3 separate regions of the Mus musculus genome follow, and all the other regions are linked to region 3. Evidence: chromatin contacts called from public Hi-C data. All regions are on one chromosome and are shown on one strand. The core of a region is the stretch at or near the end of the contact, and the rest is flanking DNA. Distances in the headings are between cores, read along the strand shown.

Region 1 (4,465 bases), core at 1,463-3,962, 740 kb after region 3:
TTGTGTGCGTGTGTGCACGTGGATGCTTGAGTTTGCTATAGGCATGTGTGCATGCCGTGTGGTATATGTGGATACCATGAGGTTGCCAGTGGGAAGTCTTTTCTACTGAGTTTTGTTAGGCAGGGTCTTCTGGATTTTTCTCTTTCTCAACCCTTAAGCACTAGGATTACAGGCACACACCACTCTACAGTCGTGAGAATTAGAGATCTGAACTTGTGCCCCCATGCTTCAGACCAAGGAGTTTGCCCACTGGGCCAAGCCCACTATCTTCCTTTTCTAACCATGCTCCTGTTAATTAAAATTAAATTAAAATTAACAGGATGATTAAAAACCTTCTAGTTTTGGTGTTACAAATGTCATCAAGACAATATTTTGGTAGGCATACATTGTTCCACGTTTTAAATCATTGCCTTAGAAAAGATCTCCCTCAGATGCACACTTCTTTAATAAGTGAACATAATTCTGTTCCAAAAATAAATGGAAAATAAAACACTGTGAAACCCTCGCTGTTGATTAAAGTGAACACGTACCCAATTCATGTGCACTTCTATTGTCATCACTAAAAAAATTTTCATTTTTGCTCTGGTGTGCCTGAGTGTGCTTTTCTTCAAGGTAAACATGCAGAGATGATGAAGTTAGTCCAGACTGTCTCACTCTGCCTTAGGTATCAATGACATTTCAATCTAGAAAAATGGTACTTTTGATGAGAGTGTTTACATTTATAACACTTTCAGAGAATATTACAAATAGTCAAATAAGTGGAAACAGAGCTTGCCTATTAAGAGGGCCGTGCTTTCAGTTAAATCTGAATGGTGCTTCTATTAGCTAATAGTCCCAGATGATTTCATGGTGCTGATGTAGAATATGATGAAGTGGATAAATTAGACGATGTATTTTTATCTAGCACAGCTTTGGAATTTGAACAAGGAATTCACATTTTTCAACTGTGCTGGCTATCTGCTCAGGAAGCTTGCCGAGAGAAAAAACACCTCTACCATGTCAGCCTCACAGCATCTTTTAAGTGAGCATTGTTCGGGGGTGTCTCACTACAGAGCACTAACTTTGAAAATTCAGGCTGCAGTCGTGGTTCTGATTTTTTAATTCAGTTCACAGTGATGTAAATTTGTTTTTAGCCATTCTTTATTTTGAGAAAAATATATATAATTAAAATTTCTATTTTTTTTTTCAGCCAACTTTATCAAGAGTTCATCTGGTCTGCTTAACTTGATTTGTTTTCAGGAAACACTGCCCGATTCAGTCCAAGTGTGCATGAATTAGTGAACACTTTCTTGGATTTTAGATTGCTAAAGTGCATTTCTCATTTGCTCTAGTCAAATTTATTATTGCTCTTCAGTAGCAGAGCATCCTTTGTTTCCCAACTCTATTCCTTTCAGTGAAACCTATTTCCTTTGTGGAATTGAGAAAACAAAAGGTGAGCATTCTCAAGGAAATACTGGATAGGACAGTCTAACAAAGTGCACTGTACCATATTGGCAGTGAAAAGCCTTGCTTATTTAGTAGTCGGCTAGTTTGGTGGTTAAATAATGCTCTTATTTTGGCATTTATTGTATATTTGTTCTAAATAAACATAATTTATGAATATTTTAACACATGCGTACTCAGTGGGGTGGGTTCTCACACTGATATAAATAGAATTAATGAGCAGTCAGCTGCCACATACCATGACATATGACCCGGCAGCAAGAGCTCAGAAGTGGTTCTCATGGCTTCAGAAAACTTTGCCCTTAGTTTAACTTCTTGAAACTACGTCTTATTCTCCCCTCATCGTGACAGAATCCAGGTTTTGCTAGAAGAGTCTAGTCAGATGTTGAGACAACCATTTGTCTTGCCTTCTTTAAAGCAAAACAAAAACACATGGAGGGCTTAGCTCCACTCAGCTCAACTTTGGGACTAGAGTCACAGAAAGATGAATATTTTATATATTTCTACATGAATTGTCTCTTATTCCCATTTTTGTGACAATTAACATGATTATGCCAGTTGCTACAGATCTTTACAAAGAAAAAAGAAAACTTCCAAGTGTTTCTACATTTTAAAACAGATCTGACAGCCCCTTGAGTGGGGAAAACAGGAAAACAGAGAACACATCATTTTAGCCAGTTACCTACTCTCCTTGAAAACAAAGCAACAAGCTGTTCAGCAAGCCTAAGAAGATTTTATTTTTTAAGGAATAAGCCCAGCAGTAGAAAGCCACCCCATCAAGGAGTAGGCGTGGAAATTAACACTGGGATGCAGAATCTTCAAATTAACAGGATTTAATTTGACAAAGAATTATTGTTGTGAAGATGCAAAGTAGAATTTAAGAGTCACCTTTCTTCGATTTTTTACGGCTTTATTATAGGCAAAGCAGAAAAATAAGGCGAGCATGTGCACCGTGATGCCCAGATGATCTGGCAGGACCGCAGTCTTGGCAAGAGACTCGGGCTGTGCTGTTTATGCACACAGATGGAGGGCGCAGCCTTTATTCCTCTTCTCATTCCAAAGGGGATGTTTGAGGCCCCTCTACTCCCACCCCCACATTTGCAAACACACACTCTCTCTAAACGAAAGCTGTGTCCTAAAAGGGCAAGTCCGGTATGCTTTAAGGAAGTGAGAAAAAAACAGGACACCATTCATTCTCCTGACCACCTCTTAGAGGAGGACTTCTCACTGACTGAGGAGGCTGGGGCCGGATGAGTTTCCCCAGAGTTGCTCCCCTGGGGAATCCCCTTTCCACTGCAAAGTAAATGGGCACCACCTAGTGCTCTTTCCAGGCAAAGGCTGTGAGTCTTGGTCTGGATACAAGTGGGCGCTTGGGATCGCTGGCCTTTACAAAGGTAAAATAAAAGGAGGCAGCTGTCTTCAAACCTTTTACCTTCTAAGGATGGGTCGAGAGGGAGGGGCAGTAAGGAGGAGGAGGAGAGAAGGAGACGTAAGGGGGAGGGGGAAGAATAAGAGTCTTAATGAAAGCAATGCTTCCAAATAAGGAATTTTCTTAGGGCTGGTCTTTGTTAATAGTTTCCTCTTATCTTTTTTTTTTTCAGTTCCCCCCCCCCCGCCCACCCTTGTTTATTTAAAGACAGGGCTTCACTTCCTAGCTCTGGTTGACCTGGAATTTCTTAAATAGATGAGAACTCTCAGAGATCCCCCTGCTTCTGCCTCTACCTTAGCGTGCTAGGATTAAAGGTATGCACCACCAAGCCTAGCTTCCCTGATCTTCTGCTTTTAAAATCATCCCAAATCTGAGAAATAAAGTCTTTATTTCCCCATATGCTAATTTCCCCCTCACCTTGCTCTGTTTCTCTTATGGTTAAGCAGAGAACATTTCTAAAACTCATTCACTATAAAACAAAGGAGGTTCTAGTAGCAATGTGCCCTTGGCAGCCAAAATCCATTCTAACAAGGAGTCTCTCTGGAGTTTTCCTAACACAACAAATCGCACTTATGAAAAATGATGCGTAGCACAGACTCTTTCGAAGCACAATAAGATCAAGTTAACCACTCATGCCTCTAGGAAAAAGATCTAAGAGGCTTTATCCGATTGGCAAAATGGACCTGGATATCAGCTCAAGGATTGAGGACACTTTGATAAAATTTCAAAGCAATGAAGTCCGATTATCTGAATGATTGCTTAACCCCTTTAAAATATAACTTGGGGAAGAACAAGATTTTTTTTTTTGAACTCATGGTCTGTCAGAGAATAGAAAGAGCTACTTTATACTGTTTGCTTTTTCTATAGCGTTTTGCTTAGAAATATTCTTAGCACTACTGCTTTTACAGAGTAATGATAATCATTTCTTTGTTGCTAAAAGTAGGTAATTCTTCAATAAAATAGAAATCTTACTGTACAGCAATGTGGGAAGAAATCCTGGGGAAAATACCACAGAGAATCAAAGAGACCGATGCCTACTGCTGCTCTGGAGCCAGTGACTGGGGCATTAAAAAAAAAAAAATCAGACAGAAAACAGGTTGTACAGAGGTGAATTAACATGACTAAAGCTTCTCTTGATGAAAAACCAAGAATCTATGCAGAGAAACCTGGAAGAGGGTAAAGAAAATGCAGTCCAAGTTTCCAAACACTTTCTACTGACTAGATAGAACAAAATTACTTTGACAGGTTTTCATACCTTCACTTTAACGTAAAAATTTTACAAGTCCAAAATGTTCCTATCTTTAGCCATTTTGCCGTAATTTAGGATATTAGACAAATGATTTACTTGACATGTTTTTGAAATTACAGAAGAAGAAAATTCGAGAAAAGGAGGGGAAAAGTCCTCCATCGAATTCTTCGTGTCACATTTGCAACTAGGAACAAATCAGCAAACAAGCTGACCTCTGTGCTTTCAGGGTAAGAGGTGAAGTGATGGCTTAATGGTAAAGAACACTTGCTGACCTGCAGAGGACCTGGGTTCGATCCCCAGCACCCACATGGTAGCTCACAACCATCCAATAGCTCTAGTTCCAA
Region 2 (4,598 bases), core at 562-3,061, 990 kb after region 3:
GCAACTGCTGCCTCAGCTCTCACTGTTGTCTAAGAATAAGAAATGGCCAATGATATCCACCCTCTCAGTCAGAATGTCTGGCCAGAAATGGTGAGCAAAGCCCCCAGTGGGCTCAATAACCTGATCAAGCTCATGTTTAGTCATTGGCTGGATTGCATTTATCTATTTGAAAAGTCAGCTCAGCCCCTTCTCTAATATATCATGCCACCTCGTACATATTTCATATATGCTTTCAAGTCTTATTATGCCTCTTCATAAAGATGTGAAAAACGTTACAAGAAAAGGCAAAAATCCATGTCTCCAAAGATTTCATTGAAATAAGAACATTTATAAGAAGTACCTTGTTTTTCAAATTCTAATATGCTTTCTTATTTTTATACTTCCAAAATCTTTTTGTATATAGAAACTCTATGCTGCCCATTCTCTGAAAAAAGTAACGTCCATAAAAGAGTCAGTCTTGCTGATTGAAGGCTCTTCAAAGCAGTTCTCTGATGATATTTCATACCACTGTCATTTTAGACTAGATAACTCTTTGTGGGTGTCTGTCTTGAATCCTATAGGAAATCTAGCAGCATCCCTGATTTCCATCTACAAGATACCAATTGATATGACAAACAACACCACCAAAACAAACAAACAAAAATCAGCACCATCAACAACAACAACAACAAAATCCAGTCTTTGAACGGGGGGGGGTGCAAAACCACTCCTAGGGGAGAATCACTAGTAGGATTAGAAGTATTTTCAAAGCTTGTGTTAATGAAGACATCTCCCTGCAATACTCCTTCTACTCGAGAAAGCAGATTGTGCCTCAGTGTGTTGTTCTTCTGCATGGAGGAAAATCTGAGAAGGGTTAGAAAGATGATCAGGTACAACATTTCACACGAGTTTTTTCTCATGGGCTGTCCCTGTGTATGGACTGAATAAAGAGGCATAGAAGCCTTAGATAGGGCCCCAAAATCTTCTGTGATTTTCCACACAGTCTTATAACAAATTGCTGTCTTTGAACTTGGGACAAACAGCAATGCTACTATCTTCCACACATTTCTGCATCCAACTCACAAGCAGCCTAAACCAGTGAAATTTGTGTAGGAAAGAACTAAGTTCCCCATCACTAACATCCTTACTCTGTTACAAAAGATCAAATACATGGACGTTTATGTGCCTCTCTATACACACTGACCATCTGCCTTGAGCTAAGCCTGCTGGAGAGATGAGTCACTGATAAGACATGACATGCCACCAGTATGAACCCTGTAGCCTTGTGTTTGGACGTTAATCTGGAACCAAGGAAAGAAATAGGGAACCTATTACATTTAACCCTAAACTGACAAGATATTTGTATTCATGTGCCAAGAAGTCACATCTGCCAACCAGGCTCCTGCCTTCCTTAAGTAAAAGCTTAGTGTCAGCTCGTCTGTTTACTCAGTCACGGGCTGCTTTCTAGTCTCTCATGGTTTACTATATATTTATATTGAAAGAATACATACTCAACAGCTTTTAGTTGCTTAAATTTGTTTCAAGAGTAGGCCAAGTCCAATCACTGTTACTTAATTAACACAATTGTGAAGACTTCAATCTAGCTACACAATAGCTTTCCTGACCTTGCAGAAGGAGGCAGGACTTCATTATTGAGTATATTGTTTCCTATAAACATATAAAACCCCTACAATAACAATCCCATCAGCCTAAATGAAGTTATCTGAGAACAGAATTAAACTCTAAATGACCCTTTGCTCTACTCTGTAGTCCACTATTAATAATTCCTAATCTAATCAGAGTGGATAAATGCACTGAAGCTGGTCATGCTAGGCACAGGGCCAACCTGGCCAATTGCTGTCCATCTGATTCATTCCAGTCCAGAGCTTGTCTGGAGAAGAAACCTCCCTTGCTGAGAGGCCATTGCTTGATTTCCTCTTTTGTTATCTTTAACAGCAAAGTCATGTCCTTGTAACTGATAGACATGTTTCTTTGTAAATAAGCCTGGAATGACTGATAGAGCTTTTGGCAGACAAAGGCAGCAAATAGCAAGGCATTACTCATGCCAAGCAGAGAGCACTGTGTCAAAGCTGACAAATTTATGGGAGATATAAGCTTACCTCTTGCACAAATATATACTTTCCTGGCAAATTCATCACATGCTTTAATGGCCCCATACTGCATTTGTCAGCTGTCTGTCCCTGTGCCTTGTTGCCTTTGCTGTTCTGTCAAGGATTGTTTGTTGAGATCATCTTACAACCCCATTCTTCAGCAGTGAGGCCCAAGAAAGATCAATGATGACACCTGCATCGATCATATTTTACAGTCAACTATTTGAATGTTAAATCATTTCAACAATGCTGGTGTGCTTATTGAGTGTCTCCCAGTATCTCAATTATTAGACAGTAATGCTAACTTAAATCTTTGCTTTGTTGCTTTGAATTTTATTTCCTTCTTTTCATTTTCCCATAATCAAATGTGCCATAGTACCGATTTGATTTCCTACTTCAGTAGGAAGCATAAGCAAACAGGAGAAAAGGTGACTTTGCAGGATCACTCAGTGGGTTGTTTTCCATGCAACATGAAAGGAATAACAGCCTCATGGTTATTCTTCATTAAGTTTCTAGTTATAAGAGGGAGAACTGGTCTTTCAGGTTGTGGTAAATACTTGTCTCTTGGTATGGTAGTTGAACACAAAGGTGTGCTTTTGAAAACTTTGTTGGTGCTTTCGCATATTCATTAAACATTGAAAAGTTAGTAAAGGGACAGCAAGATGACTCAGTAGCCATGTCCTTGTAACTGAAAGACATGGACATGCACAAGGACAGCACATACTGCCTAAGTCTGACATGAGTTAGATCTCAAGGGCCCTCCACGGAAGGAGTGAGTTCACCTTCTAAGGTTGTTCTCTGATCTCTACAAATGTACCTCAACATATGTGCATCTGTACTCACATGTACATTTCATACACAAACACACATTCAGCATGTATGCATCTATACTGACACAAACATAACATTCACACATACTCAGCATGTGCTCACCTTTACTCATATACATATATCATACAAAAACACATACTCACCATGTGTGCATCTGTACTCCTATACACATCATACACAAACACACTCATATAAATAATAATAATAATAAAATTTAAAGTTGCTAAATGATTTACATACATAGTATAAATAATTAGGGTCTGAATTAAGTTTTCTTCTGTGGAAGTCTATATTACCTGTAAGTCATTAGGTTTCTCCCTATAACTGTCACATGTTCTACATGGGCATTATACTCAACAAGCATTTAATGGATGATTTCCAATCATCCCTACACAGTTTCAAAGAAAACCTTCAGGCTCTCGCATCCCTTACCTTTCCCTTCTCTACAGAGTGCTTTGACACAGATTCCAAGTACTTTATGAGGAAACAAAAGAGGTTGGAACATCAATCAAGAGAGACAGAGCGCTCCCTTGGCTTCTTAAATTACCCTTGGCATGTCACAGTTTCGCTCTGTGTTGGTGGAAGTGTGCAGATAAATGGAAGCATGCAGACTAAATGTTATTGGAAACACCTGGATGTGTGGGCTTTCCAGAAGCCCTCAACAGATAGTCACCCTCTTGTCTTGGCTAGAACTTTAGTATGCCATACCACTGGCTGCAAAGGAGTGTGAGGGGGAGAAAGTGTTTACTTTTAGTCTGTGTGTTATAGACAGGTCAGAAGGTAGCATTTGAGAATGAGTATGGAGCTGTCCAAGTCATCATTGCAGTATGATGAGCTAAAGACAAATCGGACACACAAAATGACTATATATAGAATATTCACAATGTAATTATTTAGATTAGCCTTTTAAACCATACTTTCTCACTTCAATTGTGTGGGCGTCTTCCATAGAGCTTTTAGCCTTTGGTGAAGCCAGCATCACATCATTTAAAGTGCCTGTGACTCCAATGACCAGATCAGGTTGAGAACTTCCGCCTCAAAAATACAAAGACTTCCTTATAGGAAAAAAAAATGGAAATACAGATATCACCAGCTACTATGTTTGCAAATTTGGAATTAGAAATCAAATGAAGGCTTACAAAAGAGTTAGATTTGGGAGAATGTGCAAATTCCTTAATTTTGAGCATAAACGACAATCACTAGACAGAAACTGAACAATTATATTTTTATATAATTATATTTTTAAATTATATCTTTATACTTTTAAACTATAGTTTCTAAAACATGCTAATTCGAGATGGGATGGTAGTTTGGTTAAAGGAGTGCTTGCTTCACACTCAGGAAGCCTTGAGGTCAATTATCTGTAGCACATAAATTGTTGTTCTGGAATACGTCTGTAGTTAAGTCTATAGTATAAGCCCTTGGGAGATGGATACAGGGGACCAGAGTTCAAGGTTATCCTCTGCTGTATTATGAGTTTTGGGATAACCTGGGTAAAAAATGTGACCCTCAATAAAACAAAAGATGTCTGCTGATGAATTAACATCCACTAATGATCGATTAGCATTAAAGGTAGGTATCACATCCATATGGCTAATAAAAAATGTTGGTATTGTTACATAGATCCTAGCCCTATCAGCTTATGCTGGGGTCTAGTGTAAAGACTTCTCTAAGATT
Region 3 (4,044 bases), core at 529-3,028:
CAAGAGCCTGGGAGACCAAGCCAAGTACCATGTGAAAGAATTCAAATTTCAATCTATTTGCTGCTAATTACCATCTGAAAAGTAATTTGAAAGTGTTGTTACTTGCTTATATTCTTCCTCATTTTTCTTTCTTTCTTTCTTTTTTTTTTCTCTTCAGATTGCTTTCTTACCCAAATTATCTCCGTGATTGCCTGTCCTGAGGCTTTGGGGTAAGTCCTAGTTTCCCACAACCCTAAGGAAGAATAAACCATGCAAAACATAAAGGATACCAAAAAGACTTATGGATCCTGATGTGTGCATTCTGTAAAACATACCTGGATGTGTTGGGGAGTGGATGCTGAAATGAAGACAAGGAGCTTGCTTTAGCAAGGATCAAAAGTGTGTGAAAGTGTGCACATGCAAACGAGGTCCCCACCCCAGGAAAGTCACCCTGGAATGGAAATGACAAAGCATGGAACACACACTATCAATTATTTTCACTAAGCACTTAAGATATAGAAAACAAAATCTGCTTTGGGAATTGACTGAATGTTTTATTTAGCTTTTTTATTGAGACATTCTTTGAAAAATGGCATGATGTAAATAGTTTTACAAAGCAACAGTATGATCAATCTCTAAACTAGAATATAAATCTAAGCTTTCATTAACTGCTGGTAGCCAGTTTAAATTGTGGTCTTGTCCATAGTGCCTATCTATCTATGTATGTCCAAGTTATATTAAAAACCTTTAAATGGCTTTGTAATATCAGCCACATCTAGCTATTATAATAATTAATGGTACTATTTTATAAATCAATACATGTATTCTTGATAAATTCATATCCAGATAATGGTGTAATTTAAATAAAAAATTAATGTAATAAAAGACACACAGAAATGGGCAGGAAATCTTTAAAGGTTAAGAGCCAAATTTGTCTAAATTCATTTGTAACCTGTTTTGGAAAAGTTTATATTTAAAATCAGTAGAGTTTTTACCTTGTTTCTGTAGAATGAACCTTGCTATTTCTAGGGTGGTATCTAGAACTGAATTTGTAATATATTTTCTGTTTAAGCAATTAAGTTTTAAGCACAGTTGGAATATGACAAATATCTTCCTGTTATTTTCTGTTTTGTGATTGTTAAATATTCTTCAGAAAAATAGAACGAAACAAATTGTAAGCCTTAGCCAGTTATTTATTTCTTTAATACACAAAATGAATGTAAATGTCTTTTAACAATATAAATGAACTGTCTGGAAAGCCCCAGAGCTATACACACAGTTTATTTAAGGGGCGAAGGACTGATCAGTTTGGTGAATTTCAGTGTGTGTGAGCTCTGCATTTTCTCTGCTTTCTCTTGGAATGAATGTCTCAAGGATTTTAGAAAGAAACAGAAAGTGCTTGGGAGAGACCGAAATGCATTTCTACACAGCACATGGGTAAAGAAACATGCCAGAGTAGAAGAATACATTATTGTTTAATCTAACAGATGCACATGGAAGAGATATTAAAGAATGACTACATTTAAAACAAACAACAGGAGGTAGTAAACTGTCAAATATAGCACCAAATCTTTCACAGTGTGCAGAGCGAGCACCTCACAAAAGCATAGCTTTCAGGATCCCTCTGTCCCGGCTGCCCTGCCATCCTCTCTGGGCAAGCAGCAGAAACCAGCCTGTAATCCACTGAGTGCTTTCTGACATTTTTTTTTCTTAACATTTCTCAGCTTTATCTAGAGGAGCAAAAGGGACATGTGCAGTTGCCTTTGACACTGATGGGTGTTTTAAAATGGAAGGGGGCGGGGGAGGAGCCTCAGCCAGTCACTTCATCCACATGCTACACGAACAATTGATATTTGCGGAAAGTTTACATTTCCAATGAAGCTGCCTTTTGAGGAATTCGTCTTAAGAAAGCTGCTATTTGACAGAGGGAAAGGAGACTATTCGGTGGTGATTACATGTTACTGTGCGCTCAGGTCCAAGTATTTAAAATGTATTGTGTTTTTCAAGGGAACCTGCAGCAAAATCACTCCTAAGAGGCTTAATTTAGGTTTTATAGGAGGAGCATAAAAAAGACTGGGTTATAGCAACATGCTGAAATATGGGGTACATTTTAAATATCTTCATTTAAAAACGTATGTTTATTTTCCCTCCTGGGATCACTAAGGGTAGGTCTCAACAGAAAGCAAGGGCATGTGACATTCTTAAAAAATTGTATCGTGAAAGGATCACATTCCAGGGTAGGTTTGGGCATTTTTATTAGCCCAGATAACCTCTTAATTATGTCACTGCCTCCACTTGTTAATCAGAGACATTCAGCACAGTTAACCACACAGTCAGTACCTTTAGGAGCCTCCGTTCTTACTAAAGATCAGAAGCACATTTTATTCCTGTCATTGTATTATTGCATATATGATTAGCACTGCTCCAATCCGCTCTGCTTGCTTTAAATACATACCCCCTACGAAAGTGTTGAGCTGCTTCCCAGTGTCATCACTTCAAGCTGTGCAACCCCCATAAAGCTTGAAGGAACAGATCACATTCCCTCTCTCTGCCCATGCCCCTCACAGTTCCTATTCGGATCAATTTGAGATTTCTTCTGCAGCCGCCAGGGCTGAGAGCAAGGTGTAAGTGGAGTAAATAAAATCACCGTTGCTTTATCAACCCTCCCAGGTAGTTTTTCTGCCAGCCAGCCTGCGCTGTTAAGACCCATAAAGTTATGCAATAGCAACGACTTCCTCCAAGGTTCTCTAATCAGATAATGGCTGATGTAGGAAGAGAAGAGCCCAAGGCGGTGTGGCTGGCACTTAACACTGCGGTTGGTCATTACTTGTCTCGTAGAGACCAATAAACAACTGATTACTATCCTCTAAGAAGCCAATATTCAACATCCGCCCCATTCCCTTTTCTCCTTTTCTTCTGGACTTCATTTTGCAGTAAGTATTTGTCAAAAAGATCAATGAAAAATAGCCTCCTAGGTACCTTAAAAATAAGAATTTTGCTAGCTTGTAACATTGCCTTTTTTGGAAAAGTGAGAATGATTCTTTCTTTCTTTCTTTCTTTCTTTCTTTCTTTCTTTCTTTCTTTCTTTCTTTCTTTCTTTCTTTCTTTCTTTCTTTCTTTCTTTCTTCCCCAAGAACAAAGCTTACAATCCATTTGTTTCAGCCATGGACACACCCAGACTTCACCCCCCTCCTCCTCTAACCCCTTCCTCTCTGATGACAGGCTCACCTCACCCACTGCAACCAAGAGGGTTTAAAATGCAAATATTTATATTTGAGCTCAGGCAATAACAGAGCTATTTTGCTTCCTCCATAAGTCTGTGATAATTGATGCCTCATATGTGGGTCTGTGTTTCATTTATCTCCTTACATACGAAGATAGTATATAAATACAAGATAATTTACAGAAAGAAACTGGTCATTTGAGATAATAATCCTAAATTTGACTGTTTGACTCCATTATATTTCAAAGCTGCAAGAGTCAGCAATGCAAAATTCTTAACTTTTAAAGAAAACTTGACTGCAGCTGGAAAATTCTTACATTTCACAAAGCTTTCTGAACCTGGATGCTGCGCAGACCAACACTGAGTAAGAGAGATGAGGATGGAACTCAAGAGAAAAATACGGAATTCTACATATTTTCACATATTTGAAATCAATGCACTCGACCACATATTTAGAATTCTTGTTAGAATTTTGCCTTAATATTTGAAATTAATTTCGTACTAGCCAATGCAAACTACGGAATGGCAAGTCTTACAATCTTGTCTGTCCTTGTCTGGCATCCATCCTCCTTCCAGAGTGAACAGAGGTATATCCATAAGCACCGGACACTGATTTCACAGCCTCATCCAAAGCCAGGCAATTCTTGAGGCAAACAAACAAAGGGGTGTGAGTGATTTCATTTATTTTGATAATCCTCTGTCTGCACAGGGGCACTTTGCTGTCTTTGTCAAAGTGAATGACAACAATTTGGCCAACTCTCTCTGAGCTGCACTCAACAGTGACAGGCAAATTATCAGAGGCCCTGCACTTCTTATTATCAGAGGAGAAGCCATCAGGGGGA

Evidence for each region. Hi-C and Micro-C count contacts between places; a contact is called where the count stands out from the background.
Region 1: a Hi-C map of cerebellum shows a contact between it and region 3, with 5 times the contacts expected there. The contact joins two enhancer-like sites. A contact is called at or near these places in 10 of 484 Hi-C or Micro-C datasets (cerebellar granule neurons, cerebellum, nephron progenitors and 2 more) and 3 of 115 datasets of contacts at active chromatin or transcription factors (differentiating embryonic stem cells, embryonic hindbrain and neural tube).
Region 2: a Hi-C map of cerebellum shows a contact between it and region 3, with 2.2 times the contacts expected there. The contact joins two enhancer-like sites. A contact is called at or near these places in 3 of 484 Hi-C or Micro-C datasets (cerebellar granule neurons and cerebellum).

Annotation. Positions count from the first base shown.
Region 1 is chr11:18,009,533-18,013,997 of GRCm38.p6, reverse strand. No RefSeq gene overlaps it. Among named protein-coding and RNA genes, the nearest start is that of Gm31505, 12 kb to the right of the region's middle. Within about 2 kb of position 2,712, at least 35 of the 459 cell types and tissues checked have an H3K27ac peak or open chromatin away from gene starts, as enhancers often do. A contact at or near this core is called in cerebellar granule neurons and cerebellum, where this site is marked.
Region 2 is chr11:17,765,879-17,770,476 of GRCm38.p6, reverse strand. No RefSeq gene overlaps it. Among named protein-coding and RNA genes, the nearest start is that of Etaa1, 190 kb to the left of the region's middle. Within about 2 kb of position 1,811, at least 8 of the 459 cell types and tissues checked have an H3K27ac peak or open chromatin away from gene starts, as enhancers often do. A contact at or near this core is called in cerebellar granule neurons and cerebellum, where this site is marked.
Region 3 is chr11:18,752,610-18,756,653 of GRCm38.p6, reverse strand. The region is part of intron 1 of Gm31674 (a long non-coding RNA gene); the gene reads right to left. It overlaps Gm28401 (a long non-coding RNA gene), which reads left to right. Exons shown (of 2, transcript XR_872259.2): 2 at 158-1,157. Among named protein-coding and RNA genes, the nearest start is that of Gm31674, 6.6 kb to the right of the region's middle. Within about 2 kb of position 1,778, at least 20 of the 459 cell types and tissues checked have an H3K27ac peak or open chromatin away from gene starts, as enhancers often do. A contact at or near this core is called in cerebellar granule neurons and cerebellum, where this site is marked.